Linked DNA regions of Mus musculus: all the other regions are linked to region 3. The links are chromatin contacts, called in public ChIA-PET and HiChIP or PLAC-seq maps. All regions are on one chromosome and are shown on one strand. The core of a region is the stretch at or near the end of the contact, and the rest is flanking DNA. Distances in the headings are between cores, read along the strand shown.

Region 1 (3,748 bases), core at 1,150-3,649, 58 kb after region 3:
TTACGTTTAATTCAAAACTACTGTGCAGACCTACATATTCTGAAAACAAACTCTTCCTTTTTGTTCCCTTAGTAGAGGCTGTGTTGTTATAAAGTGGGTCTCTCTCCACCCTGTTAACTCAGGGCTTCTGGTTGATGTGTCGGGACAGCGTCCCTGGAGTTGTTTCTGTTACTGTAGCACAGAGACCTGAGTACCTGGCCGTCTGATCTCCTACTGTCTACGCAGCTTTACTCTCATCACTCTGCTCTCGAGTGCCTTCAAAAAAGCCCATGTCCTGGAGCCTCTGTCCCGGTCTGAATCCTACCTCTGATTGAGTCGTTCTCCTGAGCATCGGAATTCACCCTCTTCCCAAGGGCTTAACTACAAACTCTAACACCTGGCTAGGAATTGTGAACACAGTTGTGTATTGTTGCCCTGTCATTCACGGCAGGGTCACCTTTGTAGCTTCTTTGTATCTTATTCCCCCACCCACACCACTTCTGGACTAGAGCCATTTGTCCTTCACCTTCTAGTCTTTCACCACAGACCGACGGTTCCCTTAAAAATCAAAGGTCACCCAGTGCATCTCTGGGTCATCTTTTTCTCATCTGATGAAGTCTTCCTGAGTACCTACCCTTCAAACTAAAGGAGCGCGAGCTGCCGCTGGGGCGCACATAGCATCGCGTAACACTTGGTTCTTCCAGTGGCTAGCCTAGTCATAGGAGGAGAAAAGTGCTCTCTGGGGTTAACAAATTCCTTTCTTGATTTTTGATCAGCCCCTCTCTCTCATCAGCCACCTGTCCCCCTTGTAAGCCCCATTACGTCATTTACAAAGTGTGATTGATGTCTAATGTATGAAAGACGGAGGAAAAAGGAAGCTGATGTGTGCTCTGTGTGTAGTATGTGCACTTCACTGTAAAGATTACTTTAGCAACTGGCTGGTCTCTCGTGTCCCAAATTAAAGTTTGTGCTGTGTAATGGGTTGATAGTTCCCTCCTAAAGCAAAAACAGATGAGCTCTTTCGGTGAGGAAACAGGATTTTTTTTTTTTTTTTTTTTTAGGCAAATGAACACTAATTAGAGTATCCTGACCTGAGTCAAAAGCTTTGCTTTCTGACTTACAGTCTCTTGCATCTTTCCTTCCAGTTATTAGTACCCAGGCACCCAAGACTGATTGATGGTCGCACACCGTGGGAGACTTGAAAGGCGGCTGTTGATAAATTTTTCATCCTTTTTTTTGTCTGTGAACAGACAGGATGCCAGTGGGTGGGACAATACCAAATTGTGAGAATTGGGTTGAAAATACAGAAGTCAAGACATTGGAATGCCCCACTGGCTGTTTGGATTGAGAGCGGCATGCACACTGGAAGAGGTAGAGTCTGTGGTGCAGAAATCATTCCCAAGTGTCTAAAGGACCCTCCATGTTTGCCGCTGCGGTCAGTCTTGGGAACTGGGTGCTTTGAATCGGTTCCTTTTTCTCCAGTGTCCCGGGCGTTTGGATAGCGAAGAGCCATAGTCACCTGTCACTGGGAAGACCCATACCCTTCGAGAAGGATGGCTGCGTTATTGTGTCTGGATTAGGATACTTTTGGTCAAGTATCAAAGAGAGTTGTTGCCCCTCAGAGGTTTCCCCATCACTAACCCCAGCTTACCTTCATCCTATTTGAGCTTCTCTGGTGAGATTGGGGATATGGCAGATTACTCGAAAATGATTTTATAGGTGATGGAGATGCTCAAAAAGGGAGGGAAGCTGGGGCTTTGTTTAATGTCAAAAGGAAATCGGATGGTTTCAGTCGAGTCAAGAGCCTGCCTGTATGGGTCTGAAAAGAGAGCAGTGGCTTGTTTCTGTGTCTCTGGCTCCCGTGAACGAGCACAGCCTCTCCATCTGCCTTACCATGTAGGGAGCCAGGGAGCCAGAAACAGGGTCTCCATCACACCCCGAGTAGGCTCTGTGACTCTGGCTGCATTGGAAAATACACATGATCACTCACTTGAGTTAAGTTGGAAAGAAATAAATGGTGTAGTGTAATGTCTGTGTTTACTTCTCAAATTGTATTGCTAGATATGTGGCCTCAAAAAACCAGGTGAATTATCTTCCAGAATATGAGGGGTTGGGAGTAGGGGTGAGGGTTGTTTTGGGTTTTTGTTTCCTCTGCAGTACTTGTTTTGGCCATACGGGGCGATAAAGTACTTTCTTCTTAGCTTTTAAGTCTCTTCTGGGCTACCTCTTGGCTCACTGATTGGATTTGACTAAAACATTTTCACGATCACTAAGTTGAGCAGTTACTCAGGCCTGGTGATGTGAGCAGAGATGGGGTCCTGTGTCTGAGGTCCATGTGGCTCGTCAGGCATCATAACCAGCAAGCCTTTGTTAATATTGGTTCCATGAAACCGAAAGCTAGCCCTTATCATAAAGGCTCCATTGTTTACTAAACGCAGAACTAAAGGTGACCCTCCTCCCTGTTTCCACCCTCCCATTGCAGCCCAGTCTGCCCTATCACATCTGTGACAGCAGTGGGGACCTCTCATGTGTAAGCACACGCTCTCTCACTTTTTCTGCTCCAGGTGGGTAGGAAGGTCTCCCAGAGCAGGCCTGGCCCTCTCTCTGCACAGGTTCCTTGTCTTTGGGCTCCTGGCCCTCTTCAGCTCTCGGGGAATATTGAATGCGTCCTTTGCAGTGTCTCCAGAGGAACAGTTGGCTATCCACTCAGGAAAGCACAGGCCTGAGGCTGTTTACCTTGCAGGGTCAGGAAGCATTTTCCTGTGGAAGGGCCTCCTGCTGATTTTCTCCTGGTCCTTTCCCCCAGCAAGAGTCTGTGCAGTGCCAGTCGGGGGGTCCTTGTAATTCCAGCCCAGGCAGAAGTGGAAGGGAAGCAGTGACCAGGGTAGATAGCAGGTGTCCGGGTGTCCCCACAGTCCTGAGGTCACTTGCACTTTCTCATTTCTTAAAGGAAGTCCAGTGTTCTTGCCAGGAATCCTTAGCCTTAGGTTTACAAAGCTTGCTGTTGAATGTTCGTCCGGAGGAGTGTAAGAAGGCAGGAACTGCTTGGTTCCAGTCCTGCCTGCAAGGTCAAGAAGGTTTAAGACTACGTCTAATCTGGAATCCTTACCTCTGTAGAGGGCGTTGAAGGTCAAGCTGGGACGGTGAGGGGTGCTGTAAAGAAGGTCATTGGGCCTTCAGTTGTGGGTGGGGGTGAGTGGTGGGCAGGACAGAGTCTTACTAGGATGGGAAGGAGGGAGAGGAGGGCTTGGCCCAGGGAGCTGGCCGCATGGTGGGTGGAGCCAGGTGGGCTCTGAACTGGTCCAGATGCCTGGCTTCCCTTAGCCATCTTTTCCCTAGCATCCTGTCAGACCCCCGGCGTGATGATATGCTTCCCTGTGTTAACTCTACCAATATTATTTTTTTAGCAATGGAAATGCACTTTTTTTTAATTTCAACTCAATCATGATTTTAAGTATAAAAATTTATAGATTGTTAAAACTACTTTTTTGTGTATTTTTAACCACTCAATGTAGCATTGTATATTTTATTCTTATTGAGACTCTGGTACAAGGTGTGCCATTTAATGATTTTTTCCCCCCAACATGCTGGGCCTTTGGATGTGTACGGTAACCAACTTCATGCTAATGTTCAAAGTAAAAAAAGAAAAGTAGCCATATTCCCACGTGTCTTCTCTTCATTTCTTCTCCAAGCTCAGATGACATTTTGAGGGCCCCTTGGTCAATGATTGTTCATTTTATGTAATCATGTGACCCACGTCTGTATTATT
Region 2 (3,806 bases), core at 1,027-3,526, 36 kb after region 3:
TTGTTATAAAGAGGCTATTTCTCACTTATTTTCATTATCTACATAGGCTTTTTTTTCTTTTTTGTTAGTGATCTTAAAAATAGACTAATGTATTAAAAATTACATTCTAGAAAACTACCCTTGGTCATGGCTAGACTGAGCCCTCCCAACACCCTAGCATCAAACTTGATATGAAGGTAAAAATGACTTCCTTTGACTTTGGGAACATCCTGCCAGCCCTCCTGCTGGGAGCCACACGTGGGCAGAGCCATGCCAGGCTTTCTTCTGGTACTTGAGAGCTGTTGAATTTTATTAGAGCCTGAGCTATGTTGGATTTTAATAGAAAACTATCTCAGTGACACACACACAATGCTTCTTACCGTAAAGATAAAGAGTTCCTTTTAATTAACACTTATTTCTACATTTAGATGACGTTTGTGGGTAATGGCGAGTGCTTTGAATGCTGCTGGCATCCTGGCAGAGTAGCTTACTTAGGATGTAGCTGCTTCTTTGGCCCAAGGGGTTGTTTGATGAACCTTAGGTGCTTCAGCTGGCTTGTGGTGAGGAATACATATTTGATTTTGTTCTTGTGTGGAGACTATTTGTGCTAGCAAGTCCTTAGATAGTACCTGAGAGCAACTCTGTCCTCATACAGGTCGATTACTACAACTAGTATAGTATCTAGCAGATGGGAAACACTTACCTGTTTAACAAGGATGTGACCAAGTGCTTTGTATAAATGCAAATCCTCTGATTATTTATAAACTAGAGAATTGGCCAGACCTTACAGTTGTGTAGTTTGCTGCTTGGCTCCCACTTTTTGCATTAATGGACAATTTAAGTGGACTATTATTAGTGGACTATTGTTGCTACAGTTTAGGATCGACAGTACCAGAGTCAGGTTAGAAGTAACCGTATTTATTGGTCTCTTTATGAGCCTCGTTGGTTACATGTTCTCTTCCCTAACAGTGTATTCGCTTTATGTAGAGCAGCTCAGCAGGGTCTGAGTGACTCCTGTTACCTGTTAAAGTTACATAGCAGTTCAGCGTCAAGTGTACTGAACAGTTTCTTACTAAGGTTATTTCGTAGCAAGATTTCACTCACTTCAGCCGAGTAGAACCAATATATTAAGAAAAAGCCATATCATTCATCCCAGGCCTCGGGGGGCAGAGGTAGGCAGAACTCTGTGAGACCAGGTGGCCTCGTCTGTACAACAAGTTCCAGGACAGCCCGGCTACATAGTGAGACCCTCATCTCAGGAGGAAGAAGGGGGAAAGTTAAGCTTTGCTTATTTTAATTAATTAAAAATTAGCCCCAAAGTTTTGCAGTAGGTACTAAGTAGATGCTGAATAATAAAAATGTCTCTGGTGCCCATCACATGACAGACATTCAGTAAATACTGTTTTCCTTCCTTTTGTCAACTCGACTATACAGGTCCTCCATTGTCATTTGTATGACTCAGCTGCAGGGTAGCTGGCAAAATAGCAGTATAAGCATGCTGCAAGCAGATTGTATGCCCGTCATTGTTTTTTCATGGATGGTTTTAGTTTTCTTAGAACCGTGCCGACCTGGTGGTGACTGATTCTCAGAATTTTGACTTCTCTGCAACTGACACATGAAAAGTCACCCAGTTGTAGCATGGCTGTGCACCAAGTGTCAACCGCCTCAGCGGTGCTCCCATAGCTGAGGCAAGTTATGGTGACGGTTCATTTATAATTATTAAAGGCCAGGTCGGTTTCCTTGTGTGGTTGTGCCAGTTAGCTGCTCTAGTTCTGTGGCCTGCAGTGCCCATGTGGCTGCCCTTGTGTGTGGGTTCTCACTCTGGTAGATGTGGTGGCTGATGCTGAAGGAAACTGCCAGTATGACTCCCTTGAGTGTTTCATGGCCTTTTGTATCATGAGACTGATACCAGCAGACCCTGCAGCATCCAGTGTGGCAGACATCATGTGGTAGTAGGTATTTCTTCATCAAACACATGCTGTCTGCTTTAAAGATAGTTTGGTGAATTTGACAGATATGGCTCTTGGTATGATAGAATTTACATTCTAACTGAAATTGGGGACTCATACAAGCCTGTAAAATAATATCCATTTCAAACCATTTGAGGAGAATAATGAATCAAAGTGTATGGAATGTAATGATTTTAAATTTTGTGTGTTGTGAGGAATTCCATGGCCTAAGAAGAATATGGTGATATAATTTTTTCCCTCATTTTTTTTTCTCTTTATAGACAAGATGCTCCAAGTCCCCTGCAGTTCTCTTCGAAAGAAGACGAGGAGTGCTCTGCGCCTGCCGTAAGAACAGCCCTTTTTGACTTAAGGTGGCGGTGGTGCTGTGACACAGGAAGAACTGCATGCAGGCTGCAGGAGTTTCTTATTCTCACTTCTTGAGTAGTTAGTTCTCCGTGGAGGGAGAAAGATTTGAGTCTTAATTGCCCTGTTTTCAAGGTGTTCTGTGTCGTCTGAACTGGGCCACTTCCTAATGAGCTACACAGCCAGTCCTTGTCCGGAGCTGGTTGAACCCTGTGCAGTGCATGCAGAAGGAATGGCCCAGGAAGAGAGCCATCGAAGTCAGGCGCCACCCACCTTCTACCATGGTGCCAGCCAGGAGCTCGACCTGTCCACCAAAGTGTATAAAAGGGAGTCTGGAAGCCCTTACTCTGTGCTAGCAGACACCAAGATGAGCAAACCACATCTCCACGAGACGGAGGAGCAGCCATATTTCAGGGAGCCAAGGGCAGTGTCTGATGTGCATACTGTCAAGGAAGACCGGGAGAATTCTGATGACACGGAAGAGGAGGAGGAAGTCTCTTACAAAAGGGAGCAGATCATAGTGGAGGTAAACCTTAATAACCAAACATTAAATGTCTCTAAAGGGGAAAAGGGTGTCTCTTCCCAGTCCAAAGAGACGCCTGTCCTTAAGACAAGCAGTGAGGAAGACGAGGAAGAGACTGAGGAGGAGGCCACAGATAACAGCAGTGACTACGGAGAGAACGGACGGCAGAAGAAAAAGGAGAAGCAAGTGGAGAGAGTCAGGGTTACACAGAGGCGAACCCGGAGAGCGGCCTCTGCTGCCGCAGCTACCACTTCCCCTGCACCCCGCACAACTCGAGGCCGTAGGAAAAGTGCAGAGCTACCCAAGAGGAAGAAGCGGGCCACCAAGGAGGCTAAAGCGCCAGTTCAGAAAGCTAAGTGTGAAGAGAAAGAGACTCTGACCTGTGAGAAGTGCCCCAGGGTGTTTAATACTCGCTGGTACCTGGAGAAGCACATGAACGTTACTCACAGGCGCATGCAGATCTGTGATAAATGTGGCAAGAAGTTTGTCCTGGAAAGTGAGCTGTCCCTTCACCAGCAAACAGACTGTGAAAAAAACATTCAGGTAGGTCTCACCAGCGGAGGGCAAAGTTTCCAGGCTAGGACCTGGCTGTTCAGAGTCATCTGGTGTCTGCCCAAGAGGATAGAGGCTGAAGGGACAGATTTCACCAATTATCACTTTAGACTCTGCTGCTTGGGTCTTTTCAAAACCAAGGCTTAATCCTGTCTTTCAAAAGCATTACACTTAACTGACGATGGATTAGTGAGAACCAGGTGCACTGGAAGGGGGATTGGTTATAGATGACTGACTGGGATGTAAAGTCAGCGCCGACTTTGCACTGAGAGTCTCTGTTGTGGGACCTGTGAGATAATTCATTCTGGCATCTTCTGTCACGGTGGGAGGTTTGCCGAGTGAGGGCCAGGAGTAGAGAAAGGTCCTTTCCAATTAGAAGGATGTCAGAGTCTAGTGCAGCTGATGGGGACAGAGACCATGACTCAGACCTGTGGAAATGG
Region 3 (3,953 bases), core at 686-3,185:
TCTGTATAGCCCTGGAACTCACTCTGTAGACCAGGCTGGCCTCGAACTCAGAAATCTACCTGCCTCTGCCTCCCAAGTGCTAGGATTAAAGGCGTGCGCCACCACTGCCTGGCAATAATTAAAAAAAAAAAAAAAGCCCACCAAGCACTGTTGAAATGGAAAGCTGAATTAATAGAAGACTGTGATTACTAGAGGCCATCAGGTGTGTTGGCCTATGGATGGAGCATTAGAACACTTGAAAGGTCACCTCAAGATTTGGCCATCACCCTGTATGACCTGTCCAAGCATGGGGTGGAGGAATAGATCAGATGTCCAATAAGACATTCTGAGTCCATCAGACCCAAGCTCATTCTCACATTGAATTTGATTATTATACATGCTTATTTTCTCTTCTTCTGCTTGAAGATCTCTCTACCTGTTGCAATGTGATATAGATTTTAGTCTTTACTGAAAGTGCTCGCTATTGAAAAACATGGCCCTAAGTTCCACAACTCTGGTTCCTGGCTTCTGGAGTCTAAGTACAATAAAACCCAAACACCTGTTTTTGGAAGGGGCCAAAGACAGAGTCAGCTCTTTATAAAGCTTCAAGCTCCTAACTTTGTCCCAGACTCAGGTCATTTTATTCCCTCGAAGGTTTGGGTGAGTGGGTTATGGCCGGCTGTTCTGGGAGAAAAAGTTAGCTGCATCTATATGGAAATTGTTTCTATGATGTGGGGGTCAGCTTTTGTGGAAGAACATTAATATCCTATGTTCTTAATGTTAGAAGAAGAGGGCTGGAGAGATGGCTCAGAAGTTAAAAGCTCTTCTTACTCTTACAGCGGACCTGGGTTCAATTCCTAGCCGCCCCCCCCCCCCCCGTCCTACAAGCCACTCATAACCCCAGTTCCAGGGGAATCCATCAAATGTCACAGGTGCACATGCACACATCCAGGTAAAACATTCATACACACAATGTAAAAGAAAGAAAGAAAGAAAGAAAGAAAGAAAGAAAAAATGTAGTAGAGCCCAACAATAAAAACCAACAATGTTAGGAGCTCCATTCAAGCTGTAGAGACCTTCAGAAGTTTGGTTTCTGGTGGGGAAGGGTTATCCTGATCTTAGGGATGTCATCTTGGGTCTTTTTCATGGAGACTTCACTTGCCAAGTCATTTCCTCTCCCTGTACACTAAGCACTTTCAATTACAGACACTCTCTTTTGGCTCTGAGCTTGGATAAATGCTACCTTGTTAGCTAATAGTACCATTAATTATATTAATGATTAATAGCTAATTAGTCATAATGTGGTCATGCTTCTTCCAATGGAGCCTTCCTTTCTTGCAACAGTTCTGGGACTCTAGCGCACGCGCGCACACACACAGACCACACAGACACACGCACGCACGCACACACTTCCCTATTTCTGGCCACAGGATGAGCCCAGCAGTCCATCCTGTTTGCTTACCATACTGGCGGTCTCTAAATCCCCCTAGTTGTAATCAACTATCCCATTTGTCTGGTGGATGGCTACTTCTTACAAGTGTCGCCCCTTCTATTTCTGTCACTCACTGACTGCTCTCTACTAACAAGGTGGCCAGCAATTAGGGTTTTTTTCTTTTTGAACCGTATTCCATAAGTCAAAGATATCTACTTCCAAATCTCACTCTGACCCACTTTTCCACTTTCTCCCCCCTTTGCACTTTTACGTTTTCTTATTTCTTAGGATCTCAAACCCCCTGCCCACAGATACTTCGTCTTCTGCCTTCAGGCTTCCTTTTGAAAACCACGCCCCCACCCCCTTAAGCGTCGCGCATGCGCAGCCCACGACTTTACCTGGGCGCTCGGGAGTGGGCGGAGTGGGCAAGGGCCGGGGGTGGAGCAGGCAGCCGGCGGTTATCTGCTCGGCTGAGCGCTCACATTGTGGCAGGAGGGAGAAAAGGTGCGCCCAGGCCGAGCCGAGGGCCGCGCATGCGCGCCGACCCCCATAGCCGGGGATGGGGTGTGTAGGGGGGGGAGGTGTCGGGATCCCGACCGCGCGGGGGGGAGGGGGGGGCGCGTGCAGGGGCGTGCGCGCGCGCGCGCTCCCGCCGGCCTCCCTGCCCCCTTCGCGCACGACATCCCTACAGCACACCCCCTCCCCCGCCGCCCGCCCCGCGCGCCGCCCGCTCCGCGGCCCCGCTCGGCCTCGCGCGCTCGGAAGGGAGTCGCGAGACGTCGGAGCGGCGGCCACGTAGCGCTGCGGCGGCGGCGGCGGCGGCGGCCGAGGCCGGGTCTGAGGATCGGCCCAGAGCGCAGACGTTGGGCAGGGGGAGGGGCCGGCACGGCGGGCGGTGGGGACTGGAGCGACGCGGCGCGGCGCGGCGACAGGCCCCCGCCGCGGGGATGGGCCGCCGAAGCGGCGGTGGTGGCGGTGGCGGCGGCGGCGGCGGCCCGGGTGAGTAGGAGCCCCTTCCCCGCGCTCTCGCCTCCCGCCGCGGCGGCGCCCTGGCAGCCGCGTTTCCTCTGCGCCCGGCCGGGCTGGCGGAGCCGGAGGAGCCTGCGCCGAGGCAGCTGCGTGCGCTAGGCCGGAGCAGCCCCCATCCGGCGGGCAGGCCCCGGGCGCTGCGCGTCTGCCGCTCTCAGCTTGGCCCGGGGTGCCGGCTCCGTACCCCCGCCCCCTCTCCCCAGCTTAGCTGCAGTTTTGCAGCGAGTGGGTTCGCCTCGAGGCCTGACGGGGTGGCCGGGGTGCACGGGTTAGTAGGCTGAGGAGAGCATTCTCTTGCCCTGCAGCTGGTGGCTTGCACCCACTACCTCCCCCGCCGTGCGGTTGCGCCCAAACCTCCAGCCCTCGAGAGTATTGTGGCACCAGGAGATAACACGCATGTGATGTACACTCGCCACCCGCAGCACCACACTCAGCCCAGTGGGCGATGCAGACCTTTCTCCACCCTCACTTCGTCCACCCCTCCAATCAGGCTTTACTAAAGAGTCCCAGGTCGGAGACACCAAAGAGAGGGATACCCCTGTTACATCTCTATGAAACATGTTCGTTGTCGAGGGATGACTATTGTAGAAATGATAGATGTCTCTGCTTTGCCTCGAAGTCAGTCTTTAGGATTTAAGATCCTGTATGCTCCTCTTTGAAGCGGGCCGGTCTTTGATTACATCTAGCTCATCCCTCCCCCAACAACAACATCAGGAACACGCGCGAGCACACACACACACACACACACACACACACACACATATATGCACACGCACACTCGCACACTTCCTGATTGCGGAACGGCCCCTGTCATTGCGGATCCATTGTCAGAAGTGGCTTGTGCCAATCAAAGGAATGTGCCTTTGGAGGAAGATGTTTTTTTCACAACCAAGCTACAGGATGTCAATCAGTCTTTGGTTCCCCTCCTGGATCTTACCCATGTTTAAGCACCTTCATGGTGTTTCCCTTAATGGCTTTTCCAGCGCGCTCTCAGTATCACCTGAACGACGTTCTCCCCCGACCTCTCCCACCTCCAGTTAATTAGATATCTACTGCACACAGTAATTTCATCGGTTTTGTTGTTGTTGTTGCTGTTGTTGCTGCTGCTGTTGCGGCGATGTTTAACATAACAAGGCATAGCCTGCATAAGTAGTGTAGTCTTTTGGGATGAAGGTCTATGTACTTTTTTTCCAAACGATGGTCGGGGCCCTGTTGTTCTGAGAAAGGCAAGGAGCAGTACATGCTTTGTTGACAGCATGTATGTTTGCTTAGGAAAGGAAATCTGCTCGGATGTGGCAGGTGATGTTCCCCGGTGGGGCTGGTCTGTGGTGGGGTATGTGGCCTTAAGTCAACGGCTTGCTTATTTGAATCACCACTGTGCACATGTGTTCACATAGATACTGTCTTTAGTATAAAAGATTCACAGCAAAATTAAACTCTTCTTTAGGGCTGTGGAAGTCTTAGGGCCCTTTGCAGTGAAATACATACATGGTTTTGTATGCAACTACACAAT

Evidence for each region. ChIA-PET counts read pairs in DNA pulled down with a chosen protein or histone mark. HiChIP or PLAC-seq counts read pairs in DNA pulled down with a chosen protein or histone mark.
Region 1: an H3K27ac HiChIP or PLAC-seq map of embryonic stem cells shows a contact between it and region 3, with 8 read pairs. The contact joins the enhancer-like site here to the promoter of Zfp652os in region 3. A contact is called at or near these places in 3 of 39 promoter capture datasets (HPC-7-derived erythroid cells, epiblast stem cells and neutrophils), 1 of 15 datasets of contacts at CTCF or cohesin (the NIH/3T3 cell line), 1 of 484 Hi-C or Micro-C datasets (embryonic fibroblasts), 7 of 115 datasets of contacts at active chromatin or transcription factors (the HPC-7 cell line, the SCID.adh cell line, bone marrow-derived macrophages and 2 more) and 3 of 9 other capture datasets (adipose tissue, liver and pancreatic islet).
Region 2: a contact with region 3 is called in an RNA polymerase II ChIA-PET map of effector CD8 T cells, with 1,074 read pairs. The contact joins the promoter of Zfp652 here to the promoter of Zfp652os in region 3. A contact is called at or near these places in 4 of 39 promoter capture datasets (the C10 cell line, the SN4741 cell line, liver and 1 more), 3 of 15 datasets of contacts at CTCF or cohesin (CD8 T cells, the G1E-ER4 cell line and the NIH/3T3 cell line), 29 of 484 Hi-C or Micro-C datasets (CD4 T cells, CD8 T cells, CD8 central memory T cells and 19 more), 16 of 115 datasets of contacts at active chromatin or transcription factors (the 230-238 cell line, CD8 T cells, DN3 thymocytes and 8 more) and 4 of 9 other capture datasets (adipose tissue, bone marrow-derived macrophages, liver and 1 more).

The regions. Positions count from the first base shown.
Region 1 is chr11:95,768,717-95,772,464 of GRCm38.p6, forward strand. No RefSeq gene overlaps it. Among named protein-coding and RNA genes, the nearest start is that of Gm38957, 6.3 kb to the right of the region's middle. Within about 2 kb of position 2,400, at least 39 of the 459 cell types and tissues checked have an H3K27ac peak or open chromatin away from gene starts, as enhancers often do. A contact at or near this core is called in the SCID.adh cell line, embryonic stem cells and epiblast stem cells, where this site is marked.
Region 2 is chr11:95,746,791-95,750,596 of GRCm38.p6, forward strand. Zfp652 (zinc finger protein 652) reads left to right here and starts at 2,277. Exons shown (of 5, transcript NM_201609.2): 1 at 2,277-3,357. The coding sequence starts at 2,461.
Region 3 is chr11:95,710,819-95,714,771 of GRCm38.p6, forward strand. It overlaps Zfp652os (zinc finger protein 652, opposite strand), which reads right to left and starts at 1,936. Exons shown (of 2, transcript NR_045780.1): 1 at 1,810-1,936.